6 separate regions of the Mus musculus genome follow, and regions 1, 3, 4, 5 and 6 are each linked to region 2. A link is a contact called in public Hi-C, HiChIP or PLAC-seq, capture Hi-C and promoter capture Hi-C data. All regions are on one chromosome and are shown on one strand. Each heading gives the region's core, a stretch centred on a gene start, on an enhancer-like site or on the middle of the called end of the contact. The rest is flanking DNA. Distances are from core to core; before and after follow the strand shown.

Evidence for each region. Promoter capture Hi-C pulls out the DNA fragments that hold promoters and counts their contacts. A called contact is a pair of places that touch in the nucleus more often than the background predicts. HiChIP or PLAC-seq counts read pairs in DNA pulled down with a chosen protein or histone mark. Capture Hi-C pulls out chosen DNA fragments and counts their contacts.
Region 1: a promoter capture Hi-C map of hippocampal neurons shows a contact between it and region 2, with 5 times the contacts expected there. The contact joins the promoter of 1700010H22Rik here to the promoter of Paqr3 in region 2. A contact is called at or near these places in 4 of 39 promoter capture datasets (the 3T3-L1 cell line, the C10 cell line, hippocampal neurons and 1 more).
Region 3: a contact with region 2 is called in a Hi-C map of the C2C12 cell line, with 4 times the contacts expected there. The contact joins the enhancer-like site here to the promoter of Paqr3 in region 2. A contact is called at or near these places in 3 of 39 promoter capture datasets (the C10 cell line, cranial neural crest and maxillary cranial neural crest), 2 of 484 Hi-C or Micro-C datasets (the C2C12 cell line and trophoblast stem cells) and 2 of 115 datasets of contacts at active chromatin or transcription factors (embryonic fibroblasts and embryonic forebrain).
Region 4: a contact with region 2 is called in a capture Hi-C map of embryonic stem cells, with 8 times the contacts expected there. The contact joins the promoter of Bmp3 here to the promoter of Paqr3 in region 2. A contact is called at or near these places in 14 of 39 promoter capture datasets (the 3T3-L1 cell line, 3T3-L1-derived adipocytes, the C10 cell line and 8 more), 32 of 484 Hi-C or Micro-C datasets (the AtT-20 cell line, B cells, the C10 cell line and 24 more), 7 of 115 datasets of contacts at active chromatin or transcription factors (differentiating embryonic stem cells, embryonic forebrain, embryonic midbrain and 4 more) and 2 of 9 other capture datasets (adipose tissue and embryonic stem cells).
Region 5: a contact with region 2 is called in an H3K4me3 HiChIP or PLAC-seq map of embryonic forebrain, with 9 times the contacts expected there. The contact joins the promoter of Fgf5 here to the promoter of Paqr3 in region 2. A contact is called at or near these places in 12 of 39 promoter capture datasets (the 3T3-L1 cell line, 3T3-L1-derived adipocytes, the C10 cell line and 7 more), 2 of 15 datasets of contacts at CTCF or cohesin (large pre-B cells and pro-B cells), 4 of 484 Hi-C or Micro-C datasets (cochlea, cortical neurons and embryonic stem cells), 10 of 115 datasets of contacts at active chromatin or transcription factors (embryonic forebrain, embryonic midbrain, embryonic stem cells and 3 more) and 1 of 9 other capture datasets (embryonic stem cells).
Region 6: a contact with region 2 is called in an H3K27ac HiChIP or PLAC-seq map of the NIH/3T3 cell line, with 8 times the contacts expected there. The contact joins the enhancer-like site here to the promoter of Paqr3 in region 2. A contact is called at or near these places in 4 of 39 promoter capture datasets (the 3T3-L1 cell line, 3T3-L1-derived adipocytes and hippocampal neurons) and 2 of 115 datasets of contacts at active chromatin or transcription factors (the NIH/3T3 cell line and embryonic fibroblasts).

What each region holds. Positions count from the first base shown.
Region 1 is chr5:98,566,856-98,571,073 of GRCm38.p6, reverse strand. 1700010H22Rik (a long non-coding RNA gene) reads left to right here and starts at 2,517. Exons shown (of 5, transcript XR_003955945.1): 1 at 2,517-4,218. All of the region lies in intron 3 of Cfap299 (cilia and flagella associated protein 299), which reads right to left. Gm42122 (a long non-coding RNA gene) reads right to left here and starts at 3,995. Exons shown (of 3, transcript XR_880449.1): 1 at 3,946-3,995.
Region 2 is chr5:97,109,361-97,113,887 of GRCm38.p6, reverse strand. It overlaps Paqr3 (progestin and adipoQ receptor family member III), which reads left to right and starts at 2,292. Exons shown (of 7, transcript NM_001359910.1): 1 at 2,292-2,629. The coding sequence starts at 2,445.
Region 3 is chr5:98,288,376-98,293,015 of GRCm38.p6, reverse strand. No RefSeq gene overlaps it. Among named protein-coding and RNA genes, the nearest start is that of Fgf5, 37 kb to the right of the region's middle. Within about 2 kb of position 2,200, at least 12 of the 459 cell types and tissues checked have an H3K27ac peak or open chromatin away from gene starts, as enhancers often do. A contact at or near this core is called in the C2C12 cell line and embryonic fibroblasts, where this site is marked.
Region 4 is chr5:98,851,443-98,856,082 of GRCm38.p6, reverse strand. It overlaps Bmp3 (bone morphogenetic protein 3), which reads right to left and starts at 1,668. Exons shown (of 3, transcript NM_173404.5): 1 at 661-1,668. The coding sequence starts at 970. It overlaps Gm34563 (a long non-coding RNA gene), which reads left to right and starts at 1,576. Exons shown (of 3, transcript XR_389376.3): 1 at 1,576-1,656. RefSeq lists a promoter at 1,581-2,444 and a silencer at 2,782-3,286.
Region 5 is chr5:98,252,742-98,257,117 of GRCm38.p6, reverse strand. It overlaps Fgf5 (fibroblast growth factor 5), which reads right to left and starts at 2,934. Exons shown (of 3, transcript NM_010203.5): 1 at 2,358-2,934. The coding sequence starts at 2,706.
Region 6 is chr5:98,945,562-98,949,711 of GRCm38.p6, reverse strand. Prkg2 (protein kinase, cGMP-dependent, type II) reads left to right here. Exons shown (of 19, transcript NM_008926.4): 15 at 2,178-2,341. Among named protein-coding and RNA genes, the nearest start is that of Gm42123, 57 kb to the right of the region's middle. Within about 2 kb of position 2,886, at least 7 of the 459 cell types and tissues checked have an H3K27ac peak or open chromatin away from gene starts, as enhancers often do.

The DNA of each region.
Region 1 (4,218 bases), core at 1,268-3,767, 1.5 Mb before region 2:
TAATGGCTGAGCAAGGAAAGAACAAAAAATATATAACTAATAACGAAAATTCATGTGGACCTTATATACCAGAAACAATGAAGAAAAAGAAGAAATTTGGAGATCCCAGTCTTCTAGGTTTCAGTGATTCTTCCAGTCCATTTTCATTTCACCCCTGTCAACCCTTACCTCCTCCCCCAAATTCCTTTCCCACATTCATGTCTTTTTGTTTTGTCTTGTGACCTACTGAGCTTAACCATCTGACCAACACTTCCTTCACCCATGGCTTAACTGGTACTCCCAGCATCCAGGCTTTCACCATCTATTCTGAGCACTTCAGTCTACCATAAGTCTAGGTTCCAGGCTGCACTTCTACATCCAACAGAGTAAATAAACACAGCCAGGTCATTATCACCTGAGACTTTCTAAGAAGGGTCAAGGATCACAATTCTTTTGAGGTCACTACCTTGCTGAAAATGCCTTTCTGCTAGAAATTTGGGTTTCCTGTTTTCACTGTGGAAACCCCATACCTAATGTCATAATTTTATTCTTTCTCTGATCATTCTTTCTTCTTCCCATTAGCATCTTTCAGCTGGCCACTCCTAAAGGTAAGAGGAGATCATTAAGTTCCAGCCATTCCATGTCTACCTTTAACTAGAAGCCACAATTGTTAAACAGGCATTTGGTGTCTTGTATGGTCAAAAAGGTAGAAAATAAAAGTTGAGTGTTATTTTAACAAGATATTGTGAATGTGGTATAATAGTCAAATATTGTGGGCTGAGATGGAGAAGACGTTCAGTTGCCTATAGAAGAAAGTGTCAAGAGAACTTACATACAAATGGAGATTTGGTCCAGAGGTTGACTCTTGCTGTCAAAAGACAATAGAAAATAAAAGGGAGTGAAGGGCACTGGGGTAGATCTTCAGAGAACATCTAACTAGGAGGTTTTGTAGAAAAAGGCAAGACAGGAAATGCCACTTAGGAGTGGTTTCAGACAGAAATAACCAAAGTACAGTCTCAGTGACCATTGTGATTGTTTTGAAGGAAGACAAACTTCCAGTTCAGACAAGAATGAAATATAAGACACACATTTCCTTCCCTTGTCTTCACAGAGATCACTGGGCATAAATGTGGAAAGCAAACACAGTATACGGTTACCAGAAGAACAACAGGAAGGGAGAGAGGACGGAGAAGAAAAGAAAGGGATGGAATGTGGGCTTAGAGAAGTATTTATTCCCAATCAAAGAGTTAAGGGCAGAGAGTAAGAAGGGCCTTCTGAAGGCTCTGTGTGGGACAAAATGATAGGAAAGTTGGGGTGAGATTGGTCAAAGAGCAGGAGGAAATATAGTACCATCTACCCATATTTGTCCTCACCAAAGAAAGGGAAAAAGACTACCAGGGGACATTAGAAGCTGTGGATGAATCTGCTTTTCTGCAAGATGTAAGCTTAAATTTTTTTCTCAACCCTATTTTTAATAACGGCTCTTAAATGCTCTAACCTCTCTTCTAGCCCACCACCCACCAGAGGTAAAAGAAAAGTTATTAGGATACGGAAGAAGTGGACCTGCTTAGATATTGTTCTTTGGAACAAATCCCATCTGCGTTATCAGGAAATCAGCAGTTGGGCAGTGGCAGCTTGATCCACTCACAAACACTTCACAGACACACCAGCAGTCCAACTCGGTACTGTCAGCATAGCAAACACAAATCAGCAGTGTGGCACAACCTAGCAGAAACAGCTCGGCCTCAGCTGAATTGGAATGAGTCAGCAGAAGAAAACAGACCACCAGGGACACCAGAAGTAGGTTCCCAACTTGCCCATCTTAGCAGAGTGGAGAAAAAAAAAAAGCATTACAAAGCTAGCTATGCAAACAAGCCAAGCCCCTGTCACTGCCCTTTGGATCCTATTTATACTCCCTCTAACCAGCACATGTCCTCCATAGGTCTTGCCTCACCAGGTGTCTTGCCTCAGCAACTAAGTCTGTCTTAGCAAAACCCCAGTGAGTCTGTCTCAGCTGTGTCACTCTGCCAATCAGCCCAAGTCTGCAGGAGCAGCCACAGGAAACCACAGGAACCTCTCAAGAAGCTTTTGGGTGCATTTCTCTTTATGGAGTCACAACAAACGGAGCTCAACAACACATACAACAAACTAACACATACAGGTTATGAGCAAAGAATCCTTCATCCCACCTCCTTTGCTTTAGCAAAACATCCTTTCACCTGTGTCTGCTTCAGGGAAATGCTCCTTCAGGTGTGTATTTAAGCAAAACATCTTTTCGCTTGTGTCCACTTCAGGAAAACACTCCTTCAAGTGTTGGCTCCCACAGAATACCATCCAACACAAATGCCATTCTAGAGAACCCTTGAGTTTCCACTTGACGAAGAGGGTTCACTTGGTTGCCAAGCTGAGCCAGTGTCTCTCTCGTATTCTTGAGCTCACCGGCTCTGCAAGGCTCTGCTTTGAGATTCTCACTTCACTTGCTCACTCACCTGCACTGGAACTAGTCAAGAGCACCCCTTAAGGCAGCTGCTGCTTGTGTCTTTCTTCCACTGCATATGTGGGAGCAGCTACTTGGGGTAGGGATAAAGGAATTGTTTCACATGGTGACTTAATGACCAGTCTTCCACCAACGCCAAAACAAAATGCAGAACAGGAGCAGTAACTTGAAAGCAAATAGGACTTATTCAGTATTGGTGGAGATGGACAAACAGGTTTGTGGGAAAGAGGAGCTGATTAAAACATAGGTAAGTGAATATGAACAAAAAATTAGCAGGGCTTTAGCAGTGTACTAGTAATGAGGAAAGTAAGGGAAAGGGCACCGTGTCTCACGGACTTTGACAAGAGCAAATGACCATCACCCATATCCACAGCCAGAGCTGACAATTTGGGGAGGGTTGCTCATCAAAGAATAAAAATAATTGCTAAGAAAATCTTCAAAGGCAAGAAATCCTCTAGCTTTCACGGGTAATTTCTAGAAATTTCCAAAGCATCTAAGAAGTAACCAGAAATATATCTTAGTGGTCCCAGGGCAACAATATTCTGTCTTATTTAGCATCACACTACAGCCAATTTGTTAAAGCATTAAAAGTATTCAATATTAGCCCAGAAGCATAGAACACCTAAGATACAATTTGCAAAACACAAGAAAATCAAAAAGAGGGAAGGCCAATGGGTGGATACTTCATTCCTCCTTAGAATAGGGAACAAAATACCCATGAAAGGAGTTATGGAGACAAAGTTTGGAGCTAAGAAGAAAGGATGGACTATCCAGAGACTACCCTACCAGGGGATCCATTCCATAATCAGCCACCAAACCATATGGTTTGCATATGCCAGCAAGATTTTGATGAAGGGGCCCTGGTATAGCTGTCTCATATGAGGCTATGTCAGTGCCTGGCAAATACAGAAGTGGATGCTCACAGTCATCTATAAGATGGAACATAGGGCCCCAAATGGAGAAGCTAGAGAAAGTACCCAAGGAACTGAAGGGGTCTGCAACCCTATAGGTGGAACAACAATATGAACTAACCAGTACCCCCAGAGCTTGTGTCTCTAGCTGCATATATAGCAGAAGATGGCCTAGTTGGCCATCACTGTGAAGAGAGGTCCCTTGGTATTGCAAACTTTATATGCCCCAGTACAGGGGAATGCCAGGGCCAAGAAGCGGGAGTGGGTGGGTAGGGGAGCAGGGCGGAGGGAGGGTATAGGGAAATTTCGGGATAGCATTTGAAATTTGAAATGTATATAAAGAAAATATCTAATAATAATACAAAAAGAAACAGAATCTTTAAAAAAAAAGTATTCAATATTAAAACGTAGGTAGCTAAAGGGAAAAGTTACACTTTATTCTCACTGGACCTGAACATCAGTCTTTGCATATTCATATGATGTGGAGCAGTTGGGTGCAGTTGCTCATTCAGAAAGCTGGGAGATCACTAAGACAAGTTCCAGCCACTCCACTCCTACCTCAAATCCAGAAACACCAAGAAACCCTACTCAGTCAGAGTGGAGCAGGGGGTCGGGGTGGGGGTGGGGGACCTGCATCTCAATAAAGGTGGGGGGAGGGGCATGACAAATTCCAAGTTTCTTTGTGATGTCTATGAATAGGTTTTCTAAAAAGAAGCTGGCAGCTTTCCAGCTCTCTTCTCAAGGACCAGTGTTTGTAATTCCAGTGGCTAACACGTAATTACAGTCTCAAGCTTGCTTTGAGAAAAGTGCTGGGCTTTCTTTGTGTCTGGT
Region 2 (4,527 bases), core at 1,043-3,542:
ATCTAACAAAAAAAGAGTAAAACTTAGTTGTTAAAAAGGAGGGCGGGGGGCGCTTGTCATGATGACCAAAATACTTGAGCCCACTTCCTTGTCCAAGCCCAAAATCTTACCTAAAGTCTACTTCTTTTGTTGCACCCTAAGATTAAAATTCCTGCCTTACCCCACTTCCCTATTACAACCTAAAGTTAGATTCTCGATGAAACTTACTTCCTTATTATGCCCTAAAGTCAGATTCCTGCCTGAAGGCCATTTCCTTGTCATGCCCAATGTCAGACTCCTGCCAAGTGGCACCCCAAAAGGCTCTCTACAAGCTGCTATGAACATAGCGGAGCATGTGTCCTTGTGGTATGGTGGAGCATCTTTTGGGTATATGCCCAGGAGTGGTATAGCTGGGTCTTGGGGTAGTACTATTTCCAATTTTCTGGGAAACAGCCAGATTGATTTCCAGAGTGGTTGTATAAGTTCGCAACCCCTGCACCACTCGAGGAGTCTTCCTGTTCTCCACATCCTCACCAGCATCTGCTGTCACCTGAGTTTTTTATTTTAGCCATTCTGACTGGTGTGAGGTGGAATCTCAGGGTCGTTTTGATTTGCATTTCCCCAATGACTAAGGATGTTGAACATTTCATTAAGTACTTCTCAGTCACTCAAAGATTCCTTTGTTGAGAATTCTCTGTTTAGTTCTGTACCTCATTTTTAAAAAAATGGGCTATTTGGGTTTTGTTGTTGTTGTTTGGTTGGTTGGTTGGTTTTTTTGTTTTGTTTGGTTTTGGTTTGGTTTTTTTGGAGTCTAACTTCTTGAATTCTTTGTATATTTATATATTTTGGATATTAGCCCACTGTCTGATGAAGAGTTAGTGAAGATCTTTGCCCAGTCTGCCATTTTGTCCCATTGACAATGTCCTTTGCCTTACCAAAAAAAAAAGTTTTGTCCCACATTGCTGGACTTTTTTATCTGTTGATCTTTTGCTTGTATTATGGTTTCTGATTTTGTGTTTTTTATAGAGTTGTCTGTATTTGTGTGCTTCTATGTGTACATATCTCTGTACATTTGTGTTTATTGTGCTTTTCCTTTGTTTTATTTGTTTCATAGTTTTATTTTTAAACTACCTGTCTGTTTTCTAGAGAGAGGAAAAGGGCATGGAATTTCAATGGCGAGAAGGTAGGAGTGATTTGGAAGAAGATGGGGGAAAGAAAGCAGTGATCAGGATATATTATATGGAAAAACATTAAGTTTTATAAAGTATCATTGTATTCTATAAAAGAAAGAAATCTGAGTTAGACAGTTTGAACTAAAACAAAACGATTGGTGATATCCAGAATGAGTCTCTTTCCCGACTGATAAACTGTCCAACAATAAAATATTTATGGTCTTTTAATATATATATTTACATTTTCATGGTCTTCCCCTGAACTCAAAGATAATTACCAGATGACTCTCACTCAGTAGTGACTCACCTTGAAGACATGATCACATTTCTTACCTCTTATAAACGTACTTTAAAGATAAGTTTCAAGTTTAACCTTGCCATCATAAAATAATTCCTCAGTTCACACAGCTGTATCAGTGTATATAGGTAGATATTTATATGAATTACTATGATATGTGTCTTGTCCTAAATACGACCTTAACTTGTTAATAAATATAATATATAAAAAATCCTAATGTACCTAGTAGTCAAAAACAAACAAAACAAAACAAAAACAAAAAATCCACACCAAGGTCCCTTCTGTGTGTATCTCATCAACAATACACCATCCAGCTGTAAGTTAGCTTGAATTATTTACCTTTCTGTTACTCTCTTCTTGTTATTCAAAATACAGTAAATATCACTTCTAATGGAAAACAGAAAAAAAAGAATCACTTGGATTTGGTCGTACTTGGATTTGGATTTTTCACCTGAAGCTGAAGGGAGATGGGCGGACCTGATTGGAGTTAGGGGTGGGCCAGATAGGGGCGGGGCTAGGGGCGGGCAGAGCAGAAGGGCGGGGCTAGGGGCGGGCCGGATGGGGGCGGGACTAGGGGCGGCCCGGGTAGAAGGGCGGGACTAGCGGTGGACCGGCTAAGAGGGTTTGGCTAGGGGCGGGACACCCAGTAGGGCGGGGCCAGAGGTTGACTGGCTGGCGAAGGAGGAACTAGGGGGCTCTCCAGCCAGGTAAAGGACGGGGCGGCAGGCGGGTCCTGCTGGTAAAGCCCGAAGGAAGGGCGGGCCGCCAAGGCGAGGGGCGTGGAGAGGGCGGGGCTTTTCGGCGCGCTGACGTCAGACCAGGCTGCGACGCCGGCGGCCGTCCAGAGCTGAAGCGGCGGAGGTGTGTGTAGCGGAGCCGGGCCTGAGCAGACGCGGGCCGAAGCTCCTGGCTCAGCGGCGGCGGCTCCGGGGCGGGGGCGCCAGCGGCAAAGCCCCCTCCCCGGGGAGGCGGGGCCGGGCCGGCGCCTGGGAACCATGCATCAGAAGCTGCTGAAGAGTGCGCACTACATCGAGCTGGGCAGCTACCAATACTGGCCGGTCCTGGTACCCCGCGGCATCCGCCTCTACACCTATGAACAGATCCCGGTATCCCTCAAAGACAACCCCTACATCACCGACGGCTACCGGGCCTACCTTCCTTCCAGACTGTGTATCAAAAGGTACAGTGGCTGCTCCCTGCGGCGCATCCTCTCCTCTCACGCTTTTTGTCTGCTCTCCCCATCTTTCTCCGCTATTCTCTGTGCGCATCAATTCCTCACCTTTGGGCCCTTTATCTTTTTTCTGCTCTCTCTCCTCCGCGGGCCCTTGATCCACGAAATAACAATGATATTTACAGTGGTCATCGTTCCCTTCTCCATTGGCCCTTTGCTGTTTACAAAGCGCTTTTACATCCTTTTTTCCATTTGGTAATCACTGGGGATATGGGTTGGAATCTTCCCTACTGACAAAGGCCGAACCTTATTTGCTTTGTATACCTGAGCTGTGTTTCTAGGGCAGCTCTGTGGGGATTCAGAAGTGTTGGCCAGCTGAATGTCCATTCAATAGCAGACAGGTCCACATTGTTGTGCATATGTATGTGGGAAGCCCTGATTCATTCAATCATCTACCAAATGCGCATTGAGGCTCTGCTAGCTAATAGGCACTATACCAGTTGCAGAAGGCAGGCATGGTCCTCGTTCCCATGAAGCTGCTGAGGTCTAGCCTGAGTGGCAGACACTAAAGGGATAATTACACTATTACATAATAGTAATTGTGGAAAGTGCTGTGTAGGAGAAACCCTGTAGCAAAGAACTCTGAAAGGGGACAGCCAGACCAACAGAACACCTTAGAAGCCTCCAAACAACATGGGTTTGTTGATTTAGAGCTTTAAAATGAGAGTCTCAGAAGCTTCTGTTTAAAAAGAAAATTTTAAAAATGGCTTTGGTTTTCAGGGTAGTCTTCTGTCAGACCTCACTGTATGTACTAAAGTTTTTGCTCTATCAGAAGCATGGTGCAGCCCTCCAGGTCACTGGAGTGGCCATCTCTGCTTCCCACAGTGTGGGCTGTTGAATTGCCCAACTAGCAGCCACGTGTGCGTTTATTGATCTCTCCAGCACAGTCTTTCCCCATCCCATTTCTTTTTGTACTGCCTTGAAAGGATTTTTGTGGCCTTGTTTGAATGGATGACCAAGTGGATGTCACAATTTGAGTTTTAATTACTGCTTTATCTCCCCAGTGCTTCTGGTACATAATTAAGAAATCAGAGCTAGGCCCTGCTGTGGGGATGGAGGAGACAGGCCAGAAGTGGACTGCTGTGAATATTGTACCCACCCAGCAGTGCTCCTCTGCATTCTGATGTCTTGAGTCCAAATCTGAAGGAGTTGAAACCAGGACTTATAAAACGTTAGATCTTGAGTTGTTGAGTCAGATGCAAGTTCACAAACATGCCTCTTAACTGCTTCAGAAATTTGAGCAAGAGTTAACCTGTTGATTTTGAAGATAAACAAAATTTACGAGTGCCCAGCTTTTCTGACAGTACTACTTTGTCTTTTGTGGGGATAGTCTTCCTACAATGTTGATCTTATCCAAGTTGGACCTTTAGCCTCTCTTCTTCTAACTTTCAAGAGTCTCACAGACAGATTTTACACGTGAAGAGAGGTTTTATATGTCCATCCATTCTACCTGCCTCTGTTCCTGGGAAGGAACATGGATAGAGTATGTTTAGTTAATCAGGTTATACTGGGTTCCATCCAATGAGTGCTGAGGCAACAGGCAGAATGTAGCGCTGCTTGCCAAAACAGCCCTGTAATTAGATGCTTCTAGAGCATTCTGTTAGTTCCTCCCCCAATTGCAGAGAGCCTTTATGTTGATGGTAGGCATGATAAAGTCTGCGTCTCCAGATACACAATATTCTTTATTCTTGATTATGGAGACTTCACCATGTTTTGCCCTCATACAGATAAGGCCGTGAGACCCGAAGGGACTGCTGCACACAGCTAGTTGTACATTCGTGTTCTTCACAACTTCTGATTCAGGGCTTGGGCGTGGGGGGATTGTTCAGTGCTTAAGAGCTTTGGCT
Region 3 (4,640 bases), core at 951-3,450, 1.2 Mb before region 2:
CCGATCTTTTTCCGACCTGCCTTTTCCGCATTTACGGAATTTAGGAGTAAATACCTCCTAGACACAGATGAATTCTGCGTGCCAGCTACCTGTTCAGTGTAGCAAATACTCAGCCAGCTACTGCATTAGGTTTTGGTTTAAAGCCACTCTAAATGATTTATTGTTTTTAAATTATTTACATGGCGTTATTCCTTCCTTGTAAAATGCAGAAGCGCTGTCAGGAGCAACATCGCAGCAAGGTTATGAATGGCAGTACAAGTAAATCAAGGTAATTAGGCTTCACGTTGAAAATACTGACAAGTTCTCCACCAGCCACCACTTCACCGGTGATAATAAAATTTGCATGATTTCCTGACATTATATTCACCACATATTTTCACGGCACGCTCACTGTAATTACCGAGGGCGTGATCTCACACTCCGAGCAAGCAAAACTCTCCCTGAACCCAGCAGGGACTATTACAGATGCTTAGAAATGAAACCACTGGAATTAAGGAGAGAGCTCCCTACATAGCTTTAGGGATCTGCGATGGATCAAACTGAATCTTGACAGCTAAGAAAAATGAGCAATATTCTCTCAACTACTCCTGAAGTAAGACCAGGTCAAATTATAATGAGACAGAGGTATCTCAAAGATAGGGGCTTCGGGTGCTGGGTTTTGTGACAATTGATGCCTGCAATTTGTTTTCTGGTTCTTTGATGTTAAAAGTAAATGTGATTTGTATCCCTGATTGAAAATCATATGTAAACATGGCTGTAAGTTTAAGTTTGAAAAGAAACATTCTCATTCATATATATATATATATATATGAATATGAGATATATATATATATATCTCAGAATGAACAAAAGGATTCAGTGCAATCAAAGGCTCATTGAAGGGTACACACAAGATGTAAGTAACTAAACGAGTGTCCACGATCCATTAGCAGCCTTTCATTTGGTCAAGCTCATCCTCAGGGTCTGAGCATCTCTTGTATGCCAACCATAGACTTTCTGTGTTCCAGTTCAGCTAACCGAATTGACATCTAATTCCTAGTGTGTGTCGTCGTCGTCCCCCCCCACCCCCGTCCCTGTCCTTTCTGAACCTTGCTTCAAAAGCCTCCCTTCCCATAACTGCCTCAATAGAAAAGAGGAAACTAATGTTTTGAATTGTATGTGTTATAGAGTCTCAAGGATAAGCATATTATAGAAATTCAAGCAGAAATGAATACCCGCTATATGGCATTGAAGGAGAAGACAGGAAAAAAAAAAAAAAAAAAAAAAAAAAGACAATCCAGTTTGTAAACTTTGCCTCCAGATCTTGGGATGGACGTCGATCCAGTATTCCAGTCTCAGGTCCAACCTGAAGGAAAACTACACGGTCTGTGGTTCTGCAGTCAAAGCACCTGACTCACTCTGGCTTATACCAGACACCACCTTCATATGAACATAAAGACAGGACACTCTACAGTAAAAAGCCCTTTCAGGAAACCCTTGCGCACCTGAAAGCCTTGCTATGGCTATGATATTTGAGTTAAGAGCACCTTTGGACAGAAAAAAAAAAAATGTTTATTTTCAAGAATTTAGTAACATTCAGTCAGTCCCAAAAAGAAGAATTTTGGGGGTGAATCATCGCCTTCACCACCATAGAATGCAGACGGTCGCATAGCAATAAAAACAATGCTGTTGCGGCACTCAGGGATCTTAGGTGTTGCGCACTCCAGATCTTAGTACTCCCACACCCAGAGGAATCTACTGGTAAACCCTTAAAATAATGGGATTTGTAAAGGATTCCCACACCTCTGACTGGTGCTGGTGGAAGTAAACAACTCCAGTTATTGGAACTGTCTGCTCTGTCTATCCCTCAATGTCAGTCTCTACTTTCTGGGTCTCAGTATGCTGGGGAAGGGGCCCTGTCTGTAATGGAAGGTCTATGAACTTGTAGTAACATATATGCAATCTTTAGAAAAGTGGAGTAAAAGCCAGTTGCAAATAGTTTGTGTTAATTAGCTTAAAGATTACATCAAGCTCTGCGGTAGGTTTGCTCATCTGTAATTATGTCCATTTTTAGAGCAGTAGTAACTTATGAGATTTCTGGAATGTGTTTAGTAATCCACTGTGGAGACTGACTCAGAGTCCTAGAAGAAAGATACCTAGTGTGTCCCATTGCTGTGACCGCGCCTCCACCACTTCTGACTGCACTTTAGCACGAATAGGAACGCATCAAAGGCACACACACACACACAGAGCGCAGTTAGCACAATAGCCATATGAGTCTATCAGACAGATGTGACACATTTCACACTGAATCATGAGTGGTCATAACTTCTGCTAAAAATATGCACGTCTTTGTTCAAGTGACCTTTTGCTTGCCTCCGACTGGATTTTGAAGACAAAACAAGCCATCTTTTGTAGAGTTCAACAGTCTTGCTCATTTTATTGTTGTTGCTGACAATACTGCTCTCTCTCTCTCTCTCTTTTTTTTGTGACTCTTGAAATGTCAGAAATGAGTCTGGCCAAACCTCTTAGAGTCAAGATCAAGTTTTCTGAGTGAATAACTTCTTATTGAATGTGTGTCATGTCATGGAAACATTCAATCTTAAGGTCTCAAGGTCACATCGTAAGGTCACTTCTGAGCACTATTGCCATGATTTTCCTCTGTAGTGAGCTTTTGACTGAGGACTTTAAATAATGATTAATGTGGCACCTAATCAAGGTGTTTACAACCAGTGAGTCCATTTAATGAGGGTCTTAAAATTATGTTATTAATTTCTTGAGAACTTCATACAATGTATTTTGATTGAATTCACACTGTATGCCTCCCCCTAACTTCTCCCGAATCCAATCCCATGTCCTTTCCCCCACCAACTTTGTATCCTCATTTTAAAATCCATTTTGACCCGCCAAATACTCCAAGGTATGGGGGCATCCCTTTGAGTATGATCAACCTACCACGAGCCACGCCCTTGAGGAAATCTGCCCTGCCCAGAGGCCATCAACTGCCCATAGCTCCTCAGGTAGGAACGGAGGCTCGTGAACCCATTCTGACTCCATGCTAGAATGTCTACTGGCTTGGTCTTGTTCAGGCTTTGGACAGACAACCATGGGTACTGCGAGTTTGTGAGGTCAGGGATCCTTTCGTGTCTAGAATATCCTACCTTGCTGCATTCCTCTTCTGTCTCTGGCTCTTACAATCCTTCCATCCCTTCCTTTGAGATGGTCCCTGAACTTTGTAGGGAGAGAGAAATGCGGGTGTCCCATATGTGACTGAGCACAGCACTGACAATTATTTTCAAGATATTTTTCTAAAACCCTAGATTTAGAGAGTGTGGTAGCACTAGCCTATCCCAACTTCCTATGTGTGACTGCGTCTGTACTTTGTCTTGTTCATGGTCGTGTTTATATATATATATATATTCTATGACTCTGTGATTGCTGTCTTCCTCCCACCCATCCCCCCCCCCCTTTTAATTTGGAAAAAAAAGAAAAAAAATTCGTTCTGAGAATGACTGAAAGCATTTTAGAACTGAAATGAACGCTGGTAGAAGAGAGTGACGGAAGGCATATTAGAATGTATCATGTAGTTTGCTCAAGAGACTCAAGATGAAGGTGAAGTTTAATCTAGCAGGAGACTTTAAGGATTTAGTCGATTTTAAATTAGAATCATTGATTCTTGGTACCCAGAGTAGAGTGTTGAAAGACCTCTACTAATTAATGTGCACCAACCAGCAGAGGGGACGAGGAAATACTTGTTATTCTTTATATTCATTCAATTAGCTGGAGTAATTAAGCTAACAAAGTTTTATCAGCATTCTCCCCTCCCCGGAGTAGTCTGTTATTTTATGTTAAATAGATAATACTTAAGTATACTATACTCATAACTTTCTCTTAATCATGTCTGTTTACCAGGTCTTTTCTAAGGGGAGCCTGCAGATACCTGCAGAGTTAGGAGAGGGGAGCAACGCCGCCTTCTCCACAGTCGTATGCACCACGTGAATGGAAAGGTCAGTGTGACATGGACCCAATTTAGAAACTGGCTTGGAGGATAACTAATAGGAAAAAAAAAAATACCAGCTCAAACTTCTAGAGAGTTTTATAAATTATCAGGTCGAACCCCAACAAGATGTCTAGACTTTCCTAGTTAATTCGCAGCAGAACTACTGCAGAGTCAGTGTCTGCTCCTCTCAGTTACAGTGAGTGCATTCAGAACAGAGGGGCTTAGATAAGGAAGAGGCCCAGACAAACACACAAGACAGCAGAGGACCCGTGAGTCCCCTCGAGTCCCTTTTGCAAGTCTTCATATGGCAAATCGGATAAATACTGTCTGATAATAAGACACGCGGCCTTTTGAAACTGTGGTTAAGGTTTAGCATGGTGAGACCCACCCATAATCTCGGTCCTTGGGAGATGGAGACAAGAGACTCAGGAGTTCAAGGCCAGTTTAAGATGCATGAGGCTGTCTCAAAAAGAAAAAACTTGGTTATTTATATATTAATGTATTTATTTTTAATTGCTGCTGATCTATACAACTTGAAACTGATACGATTTAATAATTAATGTATATGTGACCTAAAATAAAATAAAGTATGCATCAGGCAATTGTTAACTCAGTTTCTTGGACCCAGTAACAAGGATGTGCTACCAAATTTCCAAATTTA
Region 4 (4,640 bases), core at 419-2,918, 1.7 Mb before region 2:
GTTTACTCTCCACCAGAGGAGGTCTCTTCCCAAGCTAACGCTTCCCAGCTTGGATCTCGCAAGACTTATTTGCCAGATGGGTTAGAAATAATCTAAACACTCACGCACCTGGTTTTGTTTGTGTGTTTGCCACTAGGGGACTATCAAGAAGAACGTGTCAGATATAGCAACCCAAAGGTCGCAGGAGTTAAGAGTGAGTTCTGTGTCTGGAGAAGTGCCTGTTGAGTATGCTTTTCTCTCTCTGGGCCCAGGGTTGGCATAACATGGCATTCACTTCGATCTAAACGCTGCCAAAGCCCGTCGGAGGGAATTTATGCCGAGCAGAGCAATTAAATCATCAGCATAAGATCTCCGTAGGGGTGCCTGGAAGAGGGCTTCTGGACCCTGGGTGTCCTCCCTTGGCCTCTTTCCTGCTGCACCTCTAACTAAGCCTTGCCACTGTCCCAGCTTTTCTTCTGCTTTCCCGTCTCAGTTGGGCTCAAACTAGGCTTATCCGGAACGTCCCTGGAAAATTCCGAGAGGGCAGAGGGGACCAGACGGCAGCATATGAGAAAGGTCCCTACAGTGTACCGCCAGGAGACAGCGGAGTGGAGTGGCACGGCGGGAGGGGCTGTCCTCTGCACCCCGGGGTGGGATGGGCTCCCTCTCCCTCCCACTCACCTGCGGCTGCGGCTCTGAAGCTGCGGACCGTGTTACCACCGCGCAGGGGCTGAGGACCCGGGAGCTGCGAGCCCGGTGTCCGGGTAGCCTGGACTCTACTGCTGCCGCTGTACCTGTCATAGAGCCACAGCATATGCTCCGACACCTTGTCGTGCGGCCTCAGGTCCGGACTCGGGCTACCACCTGTCGCGCGGTCGCTTGGCTCAGTCTCACGGAGTCCCGGGAGGTGCAAGTTTGGTCTCTGTCCCTGTGCCAGGTTCAGGCAGAAGTAACCTAGCCATAGACAGAGCAGCCCGCGCGCCCCGGCCATAGCGAAGTCCTGCTGTCGCACCGCTCTACTTCGGGTCGCCCGCGACACCTCGGAGGCGAAAGGGACGGCGGCAGAGCCGGGGTGGTGCTCCAGCTGCGGAGCGGGACACTGAGAGCCGGGCACAGCTGGAGCGAGGCCGCGAGGGTCGGCAGGTGGGCTCTGGGTGGCAGCCGCGCCCGCTCAGCTCCTCTCGCCGGCCAGCCGGAGGGCGGAAGGTCTGGGCGAGCGCAGCCGAGTTGTCAAGCGCGGGCTCTCCCTTCCGTGCCACCTGAGACTGGGAACACCCGGCCGGGCTGCCGCTATGGGGATCTGGATCTGCGCTCCACCAGCCTGGGACGCGTGCCGGGGCGGGGTGTGCGCTGTCGCAGCCAGCTGAGTTCTCAGAGGACGTGTGGTGTGTGTGTGTGTGTGTGTGTGTGTGTGTGTGTGTGTGTGTGTGTGAAGACAGACAGACAGACAGAGAAAGAGGGAGACAGGGAGACAGAGACACAGAGACAGTGACGAACAGAGAGACAGAGATAGAGAGACTGGTTCTGTTCCTTCTTGTCCTGATCTGATCTGTCCGGTCCGCCTGCAGCGAGTTCTCCCTCTAGCCTCTGGCTCGCCTTCCTAAGGCAGCTGGAGCAAGACTACCTCCAGAAGAGAGAAGCCTGGAGCGAAGTAACCAGGGAGCCAGAACCAGAAGGGTAGGGAGAGACTAGGGAGGGCGCACGGGGAGGGGCAGGTGGCGCTGGCGAGGGGAGGATGGAGGAAGAGTAGGAGGGACTTTTTAAAAAATCTGAGCACAAGTGGCTACATTCCTCCTAGCAAAAAGGCAGAGGCAAGTAGCAGTTTCTTTTCCCTTATTTGTTCTTATTTTATTTTTTGTTTTTTGTTCCCTTTGTTTGTTGTAGAGGTTTTGGCTATTTGCAGTTTGCTTTGTATTCCGCTGATTCCATATAAAATCACCACTATACGAACACCACAGTTGGCTCCTTCCCTGGGACACTTGGAAGGGCCCTGTACCCAGACACCTGCGCTGCCCTCCTACAGCTTATTCTTCATAGAGTTTCTTTTCACATACATCCTCATCTTCTTCGGAGGAGATAAACAAAATGAAATTCCACCCCATGTTTTAAAAAGATAAGCTAACTACCACAAGTCCAGCTCGCACTGTCAGACCTCTCTCAATAGGTTTCCTTGAAGACAGCTGATGTGAGAATGAGTCAGGGCCTTTAGGAAGAACCTGGTGTGCAGACTCGAATATAACTAGTTCTGTTGTCCACGCCATGCCAGCACCCTATGGTGTCAGAGAAACATTAAACTGCTAGCCAGCACTGTTTACTGCAAATAACATATCCTAGGTACTTGTCATCCCCTGTGTCCAGACAGGATTTCACTGTGTAGCCAGGGCTGGCCTTGACCTCAGACCCCTGCTGCTTCAGCCTCTCTAGCACGCGGGATCCAGGCCTATATCACAAATCATGGGCCGTAGGCATTGTGCATTGTTTTCAAAGAACCTTCAAACAAATCCCATGTTGCAGACTAAAAGACTGAGAGAAAAGATGATTCCTAGCAGGTGGCAGAACTGGGCTCCAAACCCAGGGAGCCTGACTTGCCTGACTTCTACTCTAGGATCTCTACATACTTAAGAATGGAACGGACATTTAAATTGGCTTAAGCAGACTATGCCCTTGCCATGGCTCCTGGCAGTAGGACTCTCAGTCAATGTCCCTTTTGGGAAACTGTCCCATCTCTGGTGCATTGACATTTTTGAAAAGAAATAGGTTCGCAGGTCACAATGAGCCTTCAACATTTAGTTTCTCCTTTGTTGGGGAATGATAAACCCTCCTAGAGTTTTGTTGGAGTAATACTAGAAACCAGTACTCAGTGAGTGGCACAGGTCTGGTCTTTAGTAGACTCTCAATCCTTTTATCCCAAATTATCCCAAATGTATCCCAAATGCAGACCATGGTCTCCCCCTCTCAGTCACTTCTCAACCCACTGTTCAGCTGTTTGAATTCTGCCCTTAGTCACCCTGGGAACAGCTCTGCAGATAATGCCATAGACTTCAAGAGTGGTCGAGAGGCTCCAATGAGATCATGTGGGTGAGCTTCGCCTGGCATAGAACACATAATAGCTTTTGTGATTAATAATAAAAACCTAATTGCAAAATTCAATAGGCACTGGAAGGCTAACCCTTTGATTTCCCCTGTGAGCCTTTGTGTTCCCTCCCCTCTCTGCTTTTTCTCAGTTGTGTGAAATGTCCTTGCAGCAGCTTCCTGCTCTGCCTCAAAGCAAAGCCAGATGGAGAAGGAAGTCCTCCACTCCTCCTGCACAACGTGGTCACTGTGACCCATCAGTAGATAGTTTCTCACAGCCAGAGCCCTCAGGATGGAAACTCTATCCTCTTTCTCTCGGTATCTCCAAGGAACTGCTTCCCTCATGCCTTTAACTCTGGTTCATATTTCCACTGCACAATTTGTTGCCCTATAATCTATATGGTTCTTTTAATTTGTACCAAGCCACTGCACGGGGACTGGAAATGCTGCATACCTGCATGCCTTCGCTCCTTCCTAACTGAATAAACCTTCACTTCTCTGTGCTTGTATTTTCTCCATTGCTCAAATAACACACACACACACACACACACACACACACACACTTACACAGAAGGCCCAATATTTGGGGGATTGTACATTGGAAACCAGACCCTAGTCTATATAGCAAGACTAAGACCCTTCCAAAGGAGAGGGAAGACGAAGGGAGGGAGCAAGGGAGGGGATAAGAATGTTGGTGATGGGTGTGTGTGTGTGTGTGTGTGTGTGTGTGTGTGTGTGTGTGTAATATTAACATAGTTCCCAAGATATTTTAATTGCTTAGGGAGAGTTGTCTGAGTTTGAGGAAAATGGCCTGTCAGTATGTTATCAAACTATATCCGTCTTTATACTTTAGTGACCAACTATTAGATTTGAACCAAGCAAAGTAAAGGAGGTGTTCGACGTAGTGGAGTGATCCCTATTAGGGTCTTTCAGCTGTAACTCAGAGACTAGTATCTGGATATGGAAACCATTGAACCAAGTGGTAACACTAGGAGAAATCTAAACCCTAAACTGTTTTATGTCATGTACATAAATGCCCTACCAATGACTGGGCCATAGAGGAAACAGGGAATCCAGGAGTGGTGTGTCTAGAAAAGACAAATAGAGGTGCCCATCTCCTAAGCAACTCTTGAGGGAATTGATTTGAAAGCAAACTGCATTGGAAATGAACTGCTCCCTCATCAGCCCTCCTGAGGCTGCCTCTGTGGGATATGTCAAGACAGCAGGAGTGTGATTTCTGTTGTCAGAGCCATAGAGTCTCAGAGCTAGTCATCGAAATAGTTTCAATGTTGTTAGCATCTTTTGATGCCTGCTCTTCTAAAACAGTAAACAACTAGATCATAGGCTTTCTAATTCTGGTCAGATTCGGGTTTAGCGTTTCTTCATTTACGGAGGGGACTTCAGAGCTCAATACATCACTGGTACAAATACATCTCTGGTCTTGTACCTGATTCCTTTATTGTGTCAGATTGAGCTGTTTTAATTTTGGTTTGTTTAGATGGTTCTTCAAGACAGGGCTTCTCTGTATTGCCCTGGCTGTCCAGGAACTTGTTGTGCAGACCAAATTGGCCTCAAAGTAACAGAGAGCT
Region 5 (4,376 bases), core at 1,685-4,184, 1.1 Mb before region 2:
CATTCTGAGGCAGACATCCTACATTGGGTACATGAATGAATGAACGAATGAATGCATGCATACATGCCAGTCTTTTGAAAGATACAAATTAAACTCTGAATGGCTGTTTAAAATTGCAAGGTTGGGAGTTAGGAAAAAGCTACTTACAAAGTTTTATAAGTCCCTGTCTAGGATACATCTCCTCTGGTTTGTGCCCACCTTTCAATGAGGATTTTAAATAATTTCAATGAGGATTTTAAATTAAAATTAGCCCCTGGATATAATATGTAGCTGGCTAGTTTCTTCGTTAGATAAATGATCTGTTGATCTGCTCTCGAGTTTCTTCATTTATGTTTCTGAAAAAACCCCTTCTAGCAAGGCCTGTACTGCAGCCACATTTAGCTTCAATGGGCTTTTTTAATGTTCTGCTACCAGAGCTCCCTAGCACTCCAAAGCTACCCCAGGCACAGGAGATCCCAACCTACTGCTAGCTACCTGCTATTGGGGTCTCTCCTGAGCAAGCAAGGGTTATATATACTTGGTGCTCATTCACAGCAACAAAGTAGAGAAAGTTTTTCTACAAGAGCTAAGAAAATTGTTGAGGTCAAGACTAAAGGCTGTCTTGTGGTAGAACTGAACCCTGCAAAATGAGGAGAATGAGCAGAAATATTGAAACAGAAGTAACATCTCCGAGGAGCATCAGAAAATCCACCCTTATCAGAACGGACTATTCCCTTCATACACAAAGACCAAAGTTTCTTTCGAACGTCAAGAGAAGGGGTCCAATGTGGACTATATTGGAAGCCCTGAGACTCAATGGGATGGGAGACCAGGGCCCTCTGTTGTGCATTGCTTCTCCTTCTGCACCTCAGCCGACTGAAGTGTTGCTCTCCAAAGACAAAGCAAGCAGCCGGCAGGCAGGCTTGGAACAGCACCTGTCGGGAAGCTACCACCGGATCTCACTAGCCTGATCCTCTTAACTCAATGAAAGAGACTGGTCGGCCAGCCATCCCACCTGTGCTTGAATTTCCAAACCCTCCCCACAGGCCCCAGCCGACTGTCAGCCCAACAAATAAAGCCCGTGGTTCTTGGAGCTGAGTAAACAAAAGTGTTCTAGTTTCTGGGGACGCTGGTCTAGTGAAGTGCACCCGAGAGCCACCAGGAAGACAAGAGGAGCCAGGTGACTGCGCAGCACTATCTCCTGGCCCCATTTCCGCTCTCCATGGGAGTCTGAGCGGTCCCTGCTGTGGCTTTTATCTGGAGGACTGAGCCCTGCTGGAAACCCGACCTGAACCTAGTGAGAAAACTGCTTGCAGGATTACAGAGACAACTACAGTCCCATGCATGCACACAGCTCCAAACCTCCGCTCACCTCAGCAGCTTAGAGCAGCGAGGGGAGTGCGAGTGATTAACGTGGTGGTCCAGAAAAGCAGATGGAATGGAGAAAACGCGGGTGGGGGTGGAAGCGAAGAGGAAAGGAGAAAGAGAGAACTCAGAAAAATTTCAGGTTGGGTGGTTGATGTTTTTTTTTTTTAAGTTATGCTCAATTTACAACCATTTCCAACCTCATCTGTAATTCTTTTAAAATTAAGAACTTTACTCCATCTGTCCCTGGAAACCAAAGGTTAACATTGTCAGGGTCTCAGCCTACTAAATGTTGTTAAACTCAGCACCGGACTTAGTCATAATACTGTCTGTCCGGTTTTCCAGATCATGTTGCTTTCTTGCAAGCAGAACTTTGCCCTTCCAAAACGCATGTACACGTAAATTCTACGTAGACCTGTGTAGTTGGTGTGCGCGCGCGCTTATGTACGCATGTATGTATCTACATATGTATGTATTCGTGTGAAAGATACCTAAGCATTCGGAGTTACATAGAGATATTAATAAACAAACATAATATGGGATATATAGGATATTTGTAGTTGGAGAATGGAAGTACTCAGATGGGTTCTTTTCATAAACGTAAATTATGTACAGGGAATAGAGATATACTTAACGCTTAAAGAAAAATGCGGTTCTAGTTCATAAGTAGAAAGAAATTGTACCAGGAGAAAGATTGTTACTTCTTTCATTATTATTATTATTTTTTTTTCTTCTCCAGCTAGAGTGGGTGGCTAGTCTTTTCGGCCCGGGCATTCTGGAAAAGAGCTGCCTGTCTCACCTCGGTAACCTCACCTGGGCTTACCCATGCTTACTACCCAAGACAGAAGGGTGCGTCTGCTCGCTCTGAGTAGACGCATCTCCACGAAACCCTACCGGACTCTTTCCAGAACCAGCAGAGTCCCAGACGCTAGGGCTCCTAGAGGTGCCTGTGGCCCAAAGGAATCTTGACCGTCCCTCCCAGAACAGGTTTTGTTGGAGAGTGAGCAACTTACTTAACACACTGGCTTCGTGGGAGCCATTGACTTTGCCATCCGGGTAGATCTGCAGATGGAAACCGATGCCCACTCTGCAGTACAGGCTGCCGGTCCGGCGCCCCGAAGGGCTCCACTGGAAACTGCTATGTTCCGAGCCGCTTCCTTGGCTGCCCGGAGAAGCTGCGACTGGTGAGGAGGCAGAAGACGAAGAAAACGTCGCGCTACTTCTGCCCCGGCTGCCGCTGGAGTCTCCCGGGTTCCTAGGAGGCGCGGGTTGCCCTTCGGGAGTGAGACGCTTCTCCCCGTGAGCCCAAGCGCTGTGGATCAGGTGGCTGCAGAAGATGAGGAAGAGCAAGGACAGGCTCATTCTTCCGGCCGCGGGGGTCCTAAGTGCATCTTGCAGGGCTGGCTCCGGGCTCCGTAGCCCCCGCGCGGCTGCGTGCCTCTGGCGCTGCCTCCCTCGCCGCACAGGGTGGACATAGCCTCGGGGAAGGGAGAGGGAGAGGGGGAGAGAGAGAGGCCACCCGAGCGGATCTCGGCGCTGGCACCGGGATATTTATAACGCCAGTGATCTCACTGCTCCGTGCACGCCTGCGAAGCTTCCCCTCACCCGCCGCTTTGTGTACTCACGGCCGGTACGGGGAGGGAGCGCCGCGGTCCCGGGGGCGGGGGTGTGAAGGAGGAGGGAGATGCGATCCCGGGAGTGGGAGGAGGTGTCTCGCCCTCAGAAGCTGCCCCCGGGACGCTGGCTGCGACCGTGCACGGGTCATGCAACCCAGCGGTTGTCAAGAGCCACCCAGTCACCCCACCCCCTGCCCGAGCCAGCGGCTCCGGAATCGGCTCCGCGCGCGCTGCTCTCCACGCAAGGGGCACGGACGGACGGCAACGTGGGCATGGGTTCCCGTCCTCTGTGGTCACATGTGTCCCAGCCAACTCACTCTTTACCCAGCACCCGCATTCCAGGTTGCTGGCCCCTGCCATCTGGAGCCTGGGAACCACTTTCCGAAGGGAACCAAAAACTGATTGGCAGCAGAACTTGGGAAGGTTTTGGGGTGGCCCAGGGTGGGAGAGAAGACTGGTTTCTCGCTGTTATTGATTTATTAAAGAACTAAGGTGTGCGTTTATTTCTCCACTAGAGAGCCACCCTGAATTGTTATGCCAGGTCTCAGGCTGCCCTCTAAGAAACTCTGTGGATGCACGACGTGTCCAGCTTTTTCTTCAGGAAAACCCATGTCTGTGTTGGAACAGGTGAACGCCCTCGAACATACACACACACACACACACACACACACACACACACACACACCAGACACACTTGAACTCCAGGCAAGGATGAATTGAGTCTGAACACCAGGACTGCCCAGTTGTCCTCTCTGACCCCATGATCCGTTGCCTGGAGGAGTTAGCCAACAGCTCTCTTCAACTTCCATTGACTGGAGGACCGACCCTAATGAATGATTAATGACAGGCCCCTGAATCTCAACCTAGGGAAACCTGAGAAGGAAGAATTTCCCCGTACGTAATGCTGGGGCTGTTATTTATCTGAGAAATATACCTGACTTGCATTCTTGGAATATTTCTGTCTGAAAACATATTTGAAACTTTAAACTACACTATGATATATCACTCATTGGTCACTTAAAATGAAAAGTCAATGAAGCCGCCCAATGGGGTCAACTCGCATCAATCATGCGAGATGTTAAGACATGACTTTATTAATTACTGAGTATCTGCTTCAGGCTTCCTATCTTCATAGTGAAAACCTATAAAACAGATGTAGATTTGTTTTCAGAATTGCAAATCTTCCGTGGATTGGGGACAAGGCAGCTGATAGCCAGTCACCTGATCAACACAGGAAATCGCCAAAGGGAGTAAAAGGAATATCCAACACAAAAGATTGTGACCTGAGGCTCGGTGCCCCTGGTGTGCACCACAGCACAAATCTCTCACAGGACAGCACTGAACTTTGAGAACAACACCAGTTTCCTTCCAAAGGGTCCATTTGAAGAGTCACTTCCGGGGCTGGCGAGATGGCTC
Region 6 (4,150 bases), core at 1,637-4,136, 1.8 Mb before region 2:
TCTTATGTAAAATGTGCAGAACTTGACATAGAAAATCTGGAATCTTCTACATTAGTGACACAACTTTGGGTAGCTCTGAATGCCACAATTCATTCTGTCCAAATGCATTAGATCAGAGTTAGTATGAACCGAGTAGACGAAGAAAGGAATATGATTTTAATAAATCTAGGAGCATTAATATAATTATTACCAGCTTGTTGAGCCAATATGCAAATATTGCAAGACCATACTGGCAATTCAAATTAAAATATATTATTTAGAAAATTAGAATAGCTCTCCTAAATAGCCAATGAACTTCTAGTAATTCTTAAACGGGAAATTAAATGCAATTAAAACACAGTCTAGAAGCTGTTATCACCCAAACAAATACAACGTTTCTGCATATGCATATATACAGTTGCAGCTAAAATCACATTTTCTCACCTCTTAAATTTCAGCCTTTATAAAATTAGTTAGGACTTTCATTATTGTTTCTTCCTCTGAGGAATATGTAGCTGTTCTCATCTCTGCTGGTTGCAGAGTTTAATTTTATAATATTCCCAGTCATCTCTCAGATTTAATCTTTGTGAGTCATGCTGCACAGATAAAGGCAAACAGAAAAAGCCCGTTTTTGAATCGTGTTATTTGCATTCCTTTTTTCTTTCAATAACGAAATCTTTGCTACTTATGTGGTAAGTATGAAAGAGTCTCAGAAAAGGGTAGAGTTTCTAAGAGATTTCTTTAATGGAAAACAAAAGCTTTAAACATGAGTATTTGAACAAGCAAATGAGGTAGATGTTTTGGTTTGTAGCTCTTGCTCATCAAAGTGGGGATTTATTCTGATATCAACTTTCTCCATTTTTAAGCCCAGATTATTGATATGTTATTGAAATTACCCATGTGCAGTGAAACTATTGAAATGGGTATGGTAAGCCCAGAATCAATTTCTATGCCTGTTACCTGAGGGAGGTAAAAGAAATTTAAAATGAAATTAGTGCACATTAGAGGTGATTGGCTAAATCCTCACTTCCCTGTGTGAAGAAGCCAGCAATTGTTCAGCAGGACTGGATTTCGGTTATACACACTGCCACACTCAGTGAGAGGTTGCTGAAGCCCTGACCTCCCCTCTCATCTGTTCTACAAAGTTCACTGGGTAAAAGCTTGGAGTAGTGAGAGAGACACATTCTAAAAGGCAGAGATTGGGGTCCCTGACTCCTTACTGTGGGAGAGTTCCTCACCCCTAGTCAAGGACAACCTCAAGTGTCACCTCCCAGTGGCACCCACATTGTCCCAGCCCTACCTTACTAACCTTCTGGGATATTAACTTTTTTTTCTCACTATGAGTTGATACTTTCTTCCCCATTGTGGATCACAGAATGTTATATGGACCGCATGTGCATAGATTGGCCCAGTACTCTGAGCTTCTCATGGCCAGCTCCATATGACAAGCATGGAGCAAAATCTAAGCTGGAGTGGGTGCTCACAACTTTTTCAGAATATGAGATTTAATAATTTCCTACACTCCTTCCTAGTGAGGATCACAAGTGTTCAGAGATCGAAGCAAACTAGGCAAAGATGGTGCTTGCTTTGCTTCGGGATACAGAAAGAGATAGCTGGCATATGCTGTGAGCAGTGCATCTTTAGGACAGGCAGAGGTTTTAGCCTCTTTTCTTAGTAATAGTCTCTTTCCCAAACTCTCAACTTTGCTATTATTTCGATCCCTGGAGGAGTTTTACAGGTACCTGTTTCTATTAGTTCCCTGCCTCTTCAAACCATCAGATAAGCCACTGAGTTAAAATATGCTTTAGTCCTAATTGCCAGGAGCATAAGAATGATTTTGAATTGTCTTCAAGAGTAATGTGGGGCACATGATGGAACCTTTCTCCATAACTTGATCTACAAAGGGATATCTGAGATGGTGCATCTGTGCGCATGTGTCTGCGCATACGTGTGTGTGTGTGTGTGTGTGTGTGTGTGTGTGTGTGTGTGTGTGCTTGTGTGTGTGGTATGTGTGTTTCTGTGTGTGGTGTGTGTACACAAGTGTGTGCATGTGTGTGTGCATGAGTGTGTGTGGGGTGTGTGTATTGTATTTTGAAGGAAATTTTGGACTCGTATGAAAGCTCATACAAATTAACAGAAACTTAAAAGCAGCATAACATTTTATAACATCTTCAGTTTTCTTTGATGTTTTGTCTTAGGTTGACTTTGGATTCGCTAAGAAGATTGGCTCTGGACAGAAAACGTGGACATTCTGTGGGACTCCAGAGTATGTGGCCCCCGAGGTCATTCTTAACAAAGGACATGACTTCAGTGTGGATTTCTGGTCCCTGGGGATTCTGGTCTATGAGCTCCTAACGGGCAAGTGAGTGTGAACCCACAGCTCAGTCCAGCCTCACTCAGCTCTGTCTTCAGGGCAAAATAATTCACTAATGATAAAAATACAAAATTTAAAATGAATGTTGCTTTTTCCTCTTCATGTTGCTTCAAACACAGGGCTAGGATAAGAAGTTTAAAATAAAAAGGATTCAGAAACCTAAAGCAAAGGAGGATAGCATTCATATAGTTTACCTAAAGTGTCAAGTTTCATTGTTACAGAAACACATTCAGTATGTGAAAGTTTTATGATCCAGAAATAGAAACAATACTTTGGACTTGTTAGAATTTCTTTCCTTTTAAACAAATGATGAAAGCTGTTTTCCTAGTTCAGTAAGACTCATTGATCAATCAAACTAAATTTAGCTAGAGTCTGCCATCTTCCCCAGATGTCATTAACCATAAATGCTAAGAGAAGGCTACAATGCTGAATTTAAAATTTAAATCCCCTGACAGCTCCTTTACAAGGTGCTAATGAACAGAACCAAGACACAGCATGGGCTTCAGCGGTTAAGAGTGGCTTGTCATCTGCAGAGAGATAAAAAGCTGGGACTAATGAATCTGCAGGCCTAAATATTTAACACAGGACAGTGCGCGCGTTCACACACAAACGTGTACACACACACACACACACACACACACACACACACACACACACGCGTGCGCGCGCGCGCGCGCGCGCGCGCGCGTGTACATGCAATACAAGGTAGTCCACATTCGTAATATACTTCACTGCTTACCAAGCACACATACACATAACCTTGTTTAGTTTTCAAACACACATGAGGAAGGTAAGATAGGAATTTTCATTATTATTTTATGATTCAAATGTTTTTGATTATTTTATGATTTAAATTTTACAAGTTAGACAACTAGGTCACAAGACTATCTGCCTGAGATCAGTAACTTGATTCCAGTTCCCCTGGCTCTGTCTGTGACGTACTTTCTGTGACACACGTATGATTTATGACTCTTTATAGCCAACTGTGATCAACATTAGTTTCAGAGACATTTGCACTAAGAATTGTGTAATCAGTCCTACGATGAATCCATTTGGGGCAGTAAATGTCAACATACACATGTTCTTTTTGCAACAATAAGGACCTAAATAGGGATTTGCACGTTCTAAAGATGCAGTCCACCACTGAGCTGTGTTCTACTTAATTGTCTTAAGTGCTGCAAGCCTCAATATTAAATAAAAAATGTGAAAACACCCATGGTTCACATCTTTGTCCACACACACACTGGGGAAACAGATTTGAAAATCTGCATTTTAGCTGAATCATTATTAACAATGTTCAGATAGTCATGATGGAAGAGTGAGATGGAAGGATGGAATTTTCCAGGTAGTCATGGAGAAGAGCAGATTGTTTAAGGTGTGCGAACCCTGTGTTGTTTCCAATATTTATTCCTTCATCTTAGAGATGTCTAAGGGAATGTTACTGGCATGGTGGTTCTTGGAGCTTCTGGAAAATACATGTGGATCTTTGTCACCTGAGAAATGTGTCATGCAGAACAGCAAAATAAATTGGGGAAATAACAGAGGGAGAGAAGGGACAGCAACTTGGAATTGCTAAGGGGGCCTCAAACCATCATAAAGAAGTTAGGGAGATATTTTGCCAGGCATTTTCAGGGCAGAAGAAAGTCCATTTTTAATTCTCTGATCCAGTGTTTCAGGTTGTCAGGGAAAGAACACCATGAGAATCATAACAAGGCTGTAAATATGCTCGTGCATGCATCTCTGTGTATTGAAGATGCCAAACCAATGGCTTTGCCTCTGGCTTCATTTTCTTCACAG